2 separate regions of the Triticum aestivum genome follow, and region 2 is linked to region 1. Evidence: chromatin contacts called from public Hi-C data. All regions are on one chromosome and are shown on one strand. Each heading gives the region's core, a stretch centred on a gene start, on an enhancer-like site or on the middle of the called end of the contact. The rest is flanking DNA. Distances are from core to core; before and after follow the strand shown. Region 1 holds the start of LOC123095717. Region 2 holds the start of LOC123095719 (protein FLOURY ENDOSPERM 6, chloroplastic).

Region 1 (4,811 bases), core at 1,595-4,094:
AGGAAGAGCTCTCATTTTGTTTCAAATCCACTCGCTCTTCCTTTACAGTGAACATGTGGGAAATTGATGGTGCTGTTAGAAAAGGAAGGTAAAGCCTCTTTTGCTACATGTGTAATGTTGTTGTGAACTTACATACTGATGTAGTTTACTTTTACAACTTCTGATATTGATAGTTCCCCCAAAGAATTCTTATTGTCCGTTCTTTCTTTCAGGAGGAAAAATCCGAATATCGGTGTATCCAGAAAGAATCTGGAGGTCAGTTTATCAGAAAGTTCACGAAAATTCATTACATGCATCAGGAAGTATATGATACTATACTTGGACCTGTTGGAGAAGAACATGGATTTGTGGACTCTTGAGAGGGCATACACATACCTGCGAACCGATAAGAGGGTACCTCCTAATTATCAGTATAATGATGTTAATACATACTCCCTCCGTAAAGAAATATAAGAGCATTTAGAACACTAAAGTAGTGATCTAAACGCTCCTATATTTCTTTACAGAGGGAGTACCTTTTTTCTGGATATAGAATACCTATTTGTTCTCTTTTGTAGTTTGCTCTATGTTTGGGTGATATTGTTCCTGTCGGTCTCGGGAAGTATCTTCAAGTTTTAACAGCAGCGATCCGTGATCCTGAGATCCGTCGAGTTTGTGGTGATGTTTCTACTGAGCAACTACTTGAGAAAATGTTTGGCGTATTCATGGACCATGCAAACATGTTGGCTGATATAAGCACCATACCAGAGGTGAACAGTCCAGAGTTGTCAGAAAGCAATCTTTACGGGTAAGTAACTCAATCAGAGTGCAATAAACTATTCTTTAAGCTAGATAGTTGTTTTATTAGTGCTTCCTTATGGCAGCTATATCCACCAATATATCCATTTGCTCGAAAGCGATGTCCGAGTAGATGTTCTTGAAGCACTAAACGAGAAGATAAGAAAGCGTTTCAAGACACCTAAATTGACAAATAGCAACTTTGCGAAGATCTGTAAGCATGCTTCTCTGTCATGGTGCCGGTGTATACTCATCAAATTGGCCTCAATCACCCCGCTGCCTGAATCTATGGACACAGACAATCAGCCTGTTCCATTATCCAATGGCCTTCTATTGTACGTTGATCTGCAACCTGATGAGCTCCTTATCTCATCCCCTGATGGGCCTACTCAATTCAAAGGTCTTGACATGAATTGGTTTGAGACACTCGCTAGAATTAAAAACATTCCGATCAGACAGACATCCGAAGATAACATGGAGACTGCAGTTACTGTAATGAAGAGCACTTCCAACTTTTATCGGGACAGTTCTTGTGGAACATTTCCCTCAGGTATTAATCTCTACACAGTAACCCCATCCCAGGCATCTGTTGAAGGGTTATTACAGCAAGCCCCCGGTATAGTTGATACCCTTGACCTAAGCATCCCAAGGAAGCTCCTTCTGTGGGTATATACATTAGTTCACGGTCGATATTGCAACATATCCGCCGTCGTGAAGTACTGCGATGAGATGAAGGTACGTCCCGCACTGCTTATCACGGGAGTACTTGCTGTGCAGCGTTTCATCCTTCACATCATTTCATTCCTTCTGCAGGCAAGAAATAAAAGAGGAACCCTAACGGCGGCAGCTTCGTCACAAGTCACGCCTCCAGCACCGCACAGCTCTGTTTCTTCTCATGGTATTCCACGCAACTCCTGACATCTGGACGATAGGATAGCTACCTTCCCTCTTCTTTACCTTGATATGTGTTGTTTGTTGTTCACAGTTACATCTAAAGAAAAGAGTGCGCAAACCGTGTCCAGTGAAGCTCAAGAAGCAAATGCCTCTGCTCCAGTTGCGGCCACTGTTCCTCTCCACCAAGAAGCAGAGGGCAGCGCATCGCTGATTGCCACCGAGGCACAGAAACCCAGCGCCGTGGCATCCCAACTCTCACGCAGCAGCTCATCTAGGACAATGGAAAGTGCTCCGGATGGCGGTCAAGGCAATGCCGGTGCAGCTTGAATGTACATGCTTATCTACACCCATGTGAGCTCCGCGGATGGTCATGAGATTAGATTGAAGGCTTCTTCCTTCCAGCAGAAATATGATGTACTGCAGTTGTAGCAGAAGTAGGCCTGAGGTCTTTCCTGGTGTACAAACTAACCTTATAGTACAAGCTAATGTAGCACTAAGACATGTTTGATTTGCAGCCACACTTTGCCAAATGTTAGACATACAAGTTGGGCGAGTGTTTGGTTGTAGTCAGAGTTGTGATGCGCCACACTTTTTTAACATCTTACCCCACTTTTCAGACTTGTTTTCTAGCCAACTTTTCCCCACAGCTGTGAGCCTGTGACCACCAATGTTACATTTTTGGATCTAATCCTACCATCTTGAATTTCTAGGGCAGTGTTAAGAACTACTCCCTCCGTACCACAATATAAGACGTGCACATGCTACATTTTTGAACCCTAAATTTTCCCTTGTAAAAACATTTTGCACCCTAAACTCGTCCAACACTCAGATTAGTACATTTTTTTCTAGAACACACACACAAAAAACGATTCTCACTTTTTCTTCGTTTCAAGCATAAACTTTTTTCAGTCTCCAGAGAAAAAAAACTTATTATTCAGTTTTTTAGGGGTACTTTTTCTTCGGTTTTTTAGGGGTATTTTTTCTTCGGTTTTTTTTGAGGAGGACTTTTTCTTCAGTTAAACAGAACTGAAAATGAGCGGACTAGGCTAGCTTCCGACCGCTCGGTATATCACCGTCCGGCCCAAAATTGTTGGGCCGGGCCGGTCATCATCTGCAAATCCACGTTGACATCGCCGCCGGCCATCCACCCACCCACCATCCCTAACCACGAGACGCCGACCGGGCCGGAGGAAGAAGACATTTCCTCAGATCGACCCCCCTCGCGAGAGAAAGAGAGAGAGAGAGAGAGAGAGAGCGAGCGAGAGGAGCCTCGGCCGCCATGGGATTCATCATGGAGTTCGCGGAGAACCTGATCCTGCGGCTGATGGAGGACCCGGAGCAGCGCGACGAGGCGCAGCGGGCGCACGTCTACCGGATGAAGGAGCGGTGCGAGCGCACCAAGGCGGCCTGGGCGCTCCCGCTCCGCCCCTACGGCTTCTGGACCTTCGACCGCTTCAACTCCCAGCTCTCCTGGGACCCCCAGATCAGCCAGGCCGCCGGCCGCCGCGACCCCTACGACGACCTCCTCGCCCGCCACGCCGGCCCCGCCCCGCCCTCCTCCTCCTGAGAACCGAATCCGGTGCGTCACCTCCCCTCCCCTCCAGCCAGATCTACGTACACGCCTGTTGTTCCTGCCGTCCATGTTGCCGTGCCCGCGGTCGTCTCCGCCTGCCTAGGGATTCGATTGATAGCGCAGGCGGATTCGAATGCGGGGATCCGTGGAGAATTCGATGTTCTTTGGCCGTAGGTTAGGCTCTAGCTAGGTGATGTTTAGTTTGGGCTGCATAGTTTGGTACTGTATTGTATAAGTTATTAGTATGCCAGATTTTGGGTGCTGCTGGGTGAAGGACGGAGCAGTTCATATGGCTTACCATTTAGTTGATTTTGCGAAGCTGTACTGAATCGCCTTTTCTCCACCAGTTATCCATTGTGAATATTACCGAAAACATTGTTAGAATACTTCTACGAGAGGGTTTTATTGGGCTGAGATGCTAGTACATTACTTTGGTCCGCTGGTTGGAGAAGCTTTTAGTGGGATTTTGTTTCAAGTTTTGATGAGTTGGGCTCTGTGTTTCCCCAGCCGCTGGCGTTCTGTTAACATAGTGTGTTTCGTGTTGCTGTCTGGATCTCCCATCCTGTTTAATGTTTGTTTCGTGAGTGGTGAGAAGGCCGGTATGCATGCTTGAACATTCAAAGTATGCCGCCTTGCGATAGTGTGCGCTTTTCGTTGGGCTATTTTGATTTTGTTGAATTCATCAGCCTTAATTCGTTTTTGTTATGCAATTGCCTGACTGGGCTACTGGATCATTTCTGTCTCACATGGAAACTGCACTCATTGAGATGTTCTAACAGTCTGGGTGTACTAGAGCACTCTTGAGTAATCATGCAAATGTTGGTGACATTGTTCTGGAGAATCATGGATAGATAATACTTTCTTCAAACTTGTAGGTTCTATCTATCTATGTACTTGGCTTAGATCACTTTAGATCACTTTATCTATGTACTTGATTCTATCTATCTATCTATCTATCTATCTATCTATGTACTTGACATTATTCTGTTACCTTAGATCACTTTTTTTTGCGGAGGTTAGGTCTTCTGTTAACCAAAGCGGGTGACAAATAAGTATGTTCACTTGAATTTAGCAACTTGCTGGTTGTCAAGGTTCTAGTTCATACATGATCCATTAGGCTTTGTTAGTATTGATACCATAAGCTCTGAGTGGCAATAGTTGAGACCTTAATGCTCTTCTAACTACATCGATATTAGATGACCTGCTTCGCAAGTTTAGCATTGTTCAAAATTTCAAAATTGAACATCAGGTAGCTATTGTGCTGTCTATAGTGGAAACATAAACTCATAAGACACATAATTTTGCGTATGATACAACTTACTCCCTCCATTCTTAAGTATATGCCCTTTTAGAATGCGCACAATCAGAGTTTTGAAAACGCTGACCAATATAGACATAAGTATTTGGACTTGTTGTCTGGAAATGTATGGCTAAATGTGTGTATTGAAACTGTCGATATCTAAGTCACATTTATTAAGGAACAGTGGGAGTAAGAGATAGTTCTATTTACCAACTTATTACTCTAGGTGGATCCTGGATTTGAGAATTGAGTTGCTGATATGTAACA
Region 2 (4,811 bases), core at 1,355-3,854, 280 kb after region 1:
GTGACTAGCGAGGCAGCGGGGCTGTGTTGGTGTTGATCCCCATTGCCTGCAATAGGAAGATGACCTTCGAGCACCCACTGCAACATGACAACTATACTTTCTTCAAGCGTTGCGCGAGTCTTTGGAAAATTATCTTCCACATTTTGATGCTCATGCACACTCCAGTTGGATCTTGGCATGTTAACTCTCGAAAACAAGTGAAAAAAGAAAAAAAATACGTGTGGAAAAACACTCAAGTCACCTTCTTGCTTACCCAAATTATAATGATTACTTGGCGGCTGTGCGGTGTAGAAAAATAGGAGTGGAGGAGCGAATGAAAGGGAAGAGGAGCTGATGGTTTTTAGGTAGAGCTTGGTGGCGTAAAAATGAGGAGGGCTAGTGCTGAGATCCAATCGATGTGAACCTAATGAAAAGAAAAAATTGTAAATCCTTGCACCACGTTTGAGCTGCAACACTTGCGAATATAACTTCTGAAATTTCTCACCAAACTGAATATGATTGCGCACTTGCTCTACACTTTGTCTTCTTTTTATTTTCTTTTTTCTTTCTTTTTTGCTCATTTTCTCTCTATCTCTTTTCTCCTTTTTCCTCTTTTTTCTGCAACACAATAGATCCAACAACAAGACTCAAAGAAAACGACAACAACTTCAGATAGAACTTGGTGCAAACACAAAGCGGAAATTAAAAACTAGATCTCAGCAAACAAAGGCCTGGATTTTTAGCCTTTGTAATTGTACATTGTTTTATTTATTAATATAGAAAATACCGTAGAACGATTGTTCTACGGTTCCGGCTCAAAAAAACAAAGGGATGGAGTTTTGTGTGGCTTTTTCTGGCTTTGGACTCTAGGACGGGAAAACCCAAACTAAAAAGGATAGATCTAGCTACAAGGATACATATCCTACCGTGTAAACCTTGCTCCGAATACTAGATGATGCGACACCGTCTTCGGAAAAGAGCACGTACAAAGGGCGGTCCGATCTTCACGACGTAGGATCAATGAATGGATGGGGATAACTAGCTGCAAGCAGCCAAACAGAAAAGGAGAGATTATAACCGGACGAGGAGGATGCTAACCATAGCCTGCAATCCGAACATTCGCCGATCCACAACCCGCAATACTACCCCACGCAACCACGCTCAACTCATGGAGCACGGGATAGGTGGAATCCACAAGGAAAACCATGAACTCTAACCCACACAACACGATCTAGTCATGGAACACATATTAGGAGCGACTTCTCAAGGAATCACAAGAATAAGGGAAACAAGAGTTGTCCAATCTCATTAGGAGTCTATGTCTTTGGTATTTGATAGAAATGGCAAAAGTCCCAAACGAAGGGAAGAGTTATCCTATTTATTATAGGGACAAACCCCTGGACAGGTATGAAAGAGAACCAGCTTCAGTGTGACTAAACGGGCTTCGAGACTTAATGCGGTAGCTTCTAGGAATCTCTCGTCGGAGGTGGTCGGCCGTTCCCGACCAACCATTGTTCACTGGAGTCGAACAATGTTTCCTTCAGCAGCAAACTCGAGTTATGGAAACCTTTCGCAAGTTGGGATATCCAAACTTGTGCAAAACATTGTTTCACCAACGCCTAAACATTGTTTTTTCAGCAGACAAACCTATTTCTTCGCAACTCTGTTTCTTCGTCATAAAACAGTGTTTTCGGAATGGACTGAAATGTTGTTGGTCTTCTTCGATGTTGCACCTAAGTTCAACCAACAACGAAGGAGGTGAAGGCATGACCATGTGTTTCAAGGTCAAATGATAAACTTAAGTTAGCATTCACCTGATCATGTATTTGCTTTTCACGGCTTCTTGTGATTGGTGGTGTGGTGTGTGAGGTCTAATATCTAAAACCTTGAACGTGCCTCTACAGACTGAACCCCTCGGCTTATATAGGCACCGGGGTATTAGGGTTTACAAGTATGTCGGCTACAACTTAGGGATGACATGCCAATCATTTGAATACGCCTTAAAGTGCACGCCAAGTCTTCGGGGGATTACCATCTTGAGTACGACATTCTTCAGTTGTTGGTAGGTCCTCGGCCCGACCCATGAATGGCGGGCCGACGTGGTGTGCACCCCCTAATCCAGGACATCGTCACCCGCCGACCACCTCGACGGATCCCAACAAAGTCCGCCCACTGAGGACCTCGATGGGGACAGCGTCGGCGTTGCACACCTCTTCCCGCGCCTCGCCGGTGGCGCCTCCGGCCTTATACCGCCAACCACCTGGTGCGGAAGGGAACGAGAGAGTGTGGACGGGGAATCGACCGAGCTGGTGGGGTGAGAGGGCACTTCAGCGCCCCACGTTCGCGTCGTTCTCACTCGGAACGAATGGCCGGTCGACGCCGACGCGGCATACGACTTGCGCTAAGATCCGTGCCGCCACAATCCAACGGTTCTAACGTAGTTCGCTGGGAAAACGTCCCCGGCTGCCGTCGGCCAGTTAAGATTTCCCTTCTTTTAGCTCTGCGTTTAGCAAATACTCCGTACTAGACAAAAAGGTAGAGGGAAGTTCACAAGCAGAGCCGTCGGCCAGAAAAGCGCAAAACGCACCAGGGTTCTCACACGACACGCCTCGACGTTTCCATCTTTCGTCACGCCGTGCTTCCATCCATCCATCCGTCGATCAATCAAAAAGCAAAGCTTATTAAAGTCCGCCCTTCCGTGGCCCGGACGTCGATGATCTGTGGGCAGCGGAGCGCGGCGACGGCGACCGGCGGCGGCAGCGGCAGCGCAGGGTAAGCGTGGCAGTCGACCAGGCCGACATACTACACCCATACGCCGAGGGCCAGGCGCAGGCACGGCAACGGGTCACGGAGAGCTCGCCGCGACAGGGACGTGACGAGCTGGCTCTACTCTACTAGTGGTGGTGGACGGCGCTGGCGTCGCTCTATTTTTTTTCGTTTTCCCCCTCCCTCCTCCGCTCTCCGGTTCCGGGAAAGCTCCCGCCCTCGCCGCTCGGGGAGCGGCAGAGAAATGCGACGGCGATGCCCCCCTTCCTCCTCTCGCTGTCCCTCCCAGCCCTAACCCTACCCCTGCCTCCCGCCCCCGCCCCCGCCCCTCGCCGCCACCGCGTCTTCGCGGCGCCCGCCTACGGGCCGCAGCCCTGCCGCGGCCGCGTCTGCGTCTGCGCCGCCTACAGGCCCCCGCCGCGGCAGCCCTACCGCCGCCAGCCCGCCCCGGCCCCGGCCCCGGACCCGCGCCCGCGCCCGTCCAATGCGCCCGCGCCGCCGCAGCGCGACCCTCGGGGCCAGGAGGAGGTCGAGGAAGCGATCTACGACTTCATGCGCCGCTCCGACAAGCCCGGCGCGTTCCCCACCCGCGCCGAGCTCCTCGCCGCGGGGCGCGCCGACCTCGCCGCCGCCGTCGAGTCCAGCGGAGGCTGGCTCTCCCTCGGATGGTCCTGGTCCTCCGACGACGACGCGCGGCGGCCGGCCGCGTCGTCGGCCGGCCCCGGCGTGCACCCTGACTACCCGCCCGAGGCGGGTCCTTCTGGCCGACCGCCAAACTCGGCGGCGGATTCCGTAAGGTGGGTAACCGAGCCGCTCTGTGATGTGTAATGTACCCCTCTGTTGATTGCTCTGCGACGACTTGCTGAATTCCGAGTGTTGCAGGGAGCAGCAGGAACCGACGCGGTCTGGGAGGCAGCCGGAGACGGAGGAGACAGAGTGGGTGCCTGCTAAATCTCTTTTGAGTTATTTTGATTGATATGTTGGTTCCTTATTGATTTTGCTTCTTGCTCCGTAATCGATTGCAGGGAGGCAGGGTCTGGAGCAGGCCTGGAGGGAATGCTCGCCAGGCTGCGGAGAGAGAGGGAGCGTGCGCGGCCACCGCCACGCAGCAAGAATCAAGCGGGAGGGCAAGGTCAAAATGGCGGTACGCGCATTTTCGATTCTCCGCGTTCTATCGAAACATGTGTTGTTTTCAGTTGTGCAGCATGAGCATCTTCTTTGCAAACAGTTATATGTTTGTTGATAAGGTAACACCAACTTTTGCAACCAATGGAACTTTGCATAGCATAGAGCTCATTGTGCCATAATGTTTAGTTACAGCCCGTGGAAGGTGGCTTAACGCTCTGCTGGATAAAATTAATGCTAAGCTCATGCCGGGCAGGAAGGAAGTGCCGTTGACAATAGTTCATGCAAAAGCTGTCTGTTCTCACGGACCGGACTTCCCTTTCCCCTGACATATATAACTAGCAGTTCAGTAGTTTAGCGCTTTCCATTTAAGGTTGCAAAGGGGACAAACGTACCGTTTTTTGTTCTATGTCGCATTCTAAAAATAGAAGTTTGGCATTAGAACTTTATTTCTCATGATCCGACATATTTTTTGTCGTCGTGCTACTGCTTGATGTAAAGTTGTTTGCACCTTGACAGCACTGCAATTATTTGAGTAATCGTGAATCTACGGAAGACTACCACATTATTTTGTTTGTGCCTTTTAATCATAGTAGTAATATGTTCTGTTACATACAACTGGTTTAGCTTTGTTATTACTCTGCCCATTTCAGCATTTGGTCCTTCCAAGCTAATGGCCCTTTTGTGTTAAATCTCTTACAATACATGGAGCATAATTCATTTTCCATTTCAAATTGCCTCTGTTAATAGTTGCCCCCTAACACCTAAATGAATTGAAGGGTCCATGCTCCCTAGATATACATGGTTGATTGAAGTTAGTAGACTCTGCGATTTGCAAATATATTTACTAATTAAGGACCGCTTTAAGATTGACCATGTGTTTAGGTATTTTACTGATTTAGTGCACACGGATCATTTTCTCGGTACTCTATTAGTATCAA

Evidence for each region. A called contact is a pair of places that touch in the nucleus more often than the background predicts.
Region 2: a Hi-C map of leaf shows a contact between it and region 1, with 7 times the contacts expected there. The contact joins the promoter of LOC123095719 here to the promoter of LOC123095717 in region 1. A contact is called at or near these places in 3 of 5 Hi-C or Micro-C datasets (all in leaf).

The regions. Positions count from the first base shown.
Region 1 is chr4D:11,977,436-11,982,246 of IWGSC CS RefSeq v2.1, forward strand. It overlaps LOC123095717, which reads left to right and starts at 2,845. Exons shown (of 2, transcript XM_044517268.1): 1 at 2,845-3,250. The coding sequence starts at 2,951. The coding sequence ends at 3,238. LOC123095716 (calcineurin-binding protein 1) reads left to right here. Exons shown (of 21, transcript XM_044517267.1): 16 at 1-88; 17 at 213-393; 18 at 558-787; 19 at 864-1,512; 20 at 1,591-1,675; 21 at 1,763-2,291. The coding sequence ends at 1,998.
Region 2 is chr4D:12,254,593-12,259,403 of IWGSC CS RefSeq v2.1, forward strand. It overlaps LOC123095719 (protein FLOURY ENDOSPERM 6, chloroplastic), which reads left to right and starts at 2,605. Exons shown (of 10, transcript XM_044517271.1): 1 at 2,605-3,542; 2 at 3,628-3,681; 3 at 3,771-3,889. The coding sequence starts at 3,001.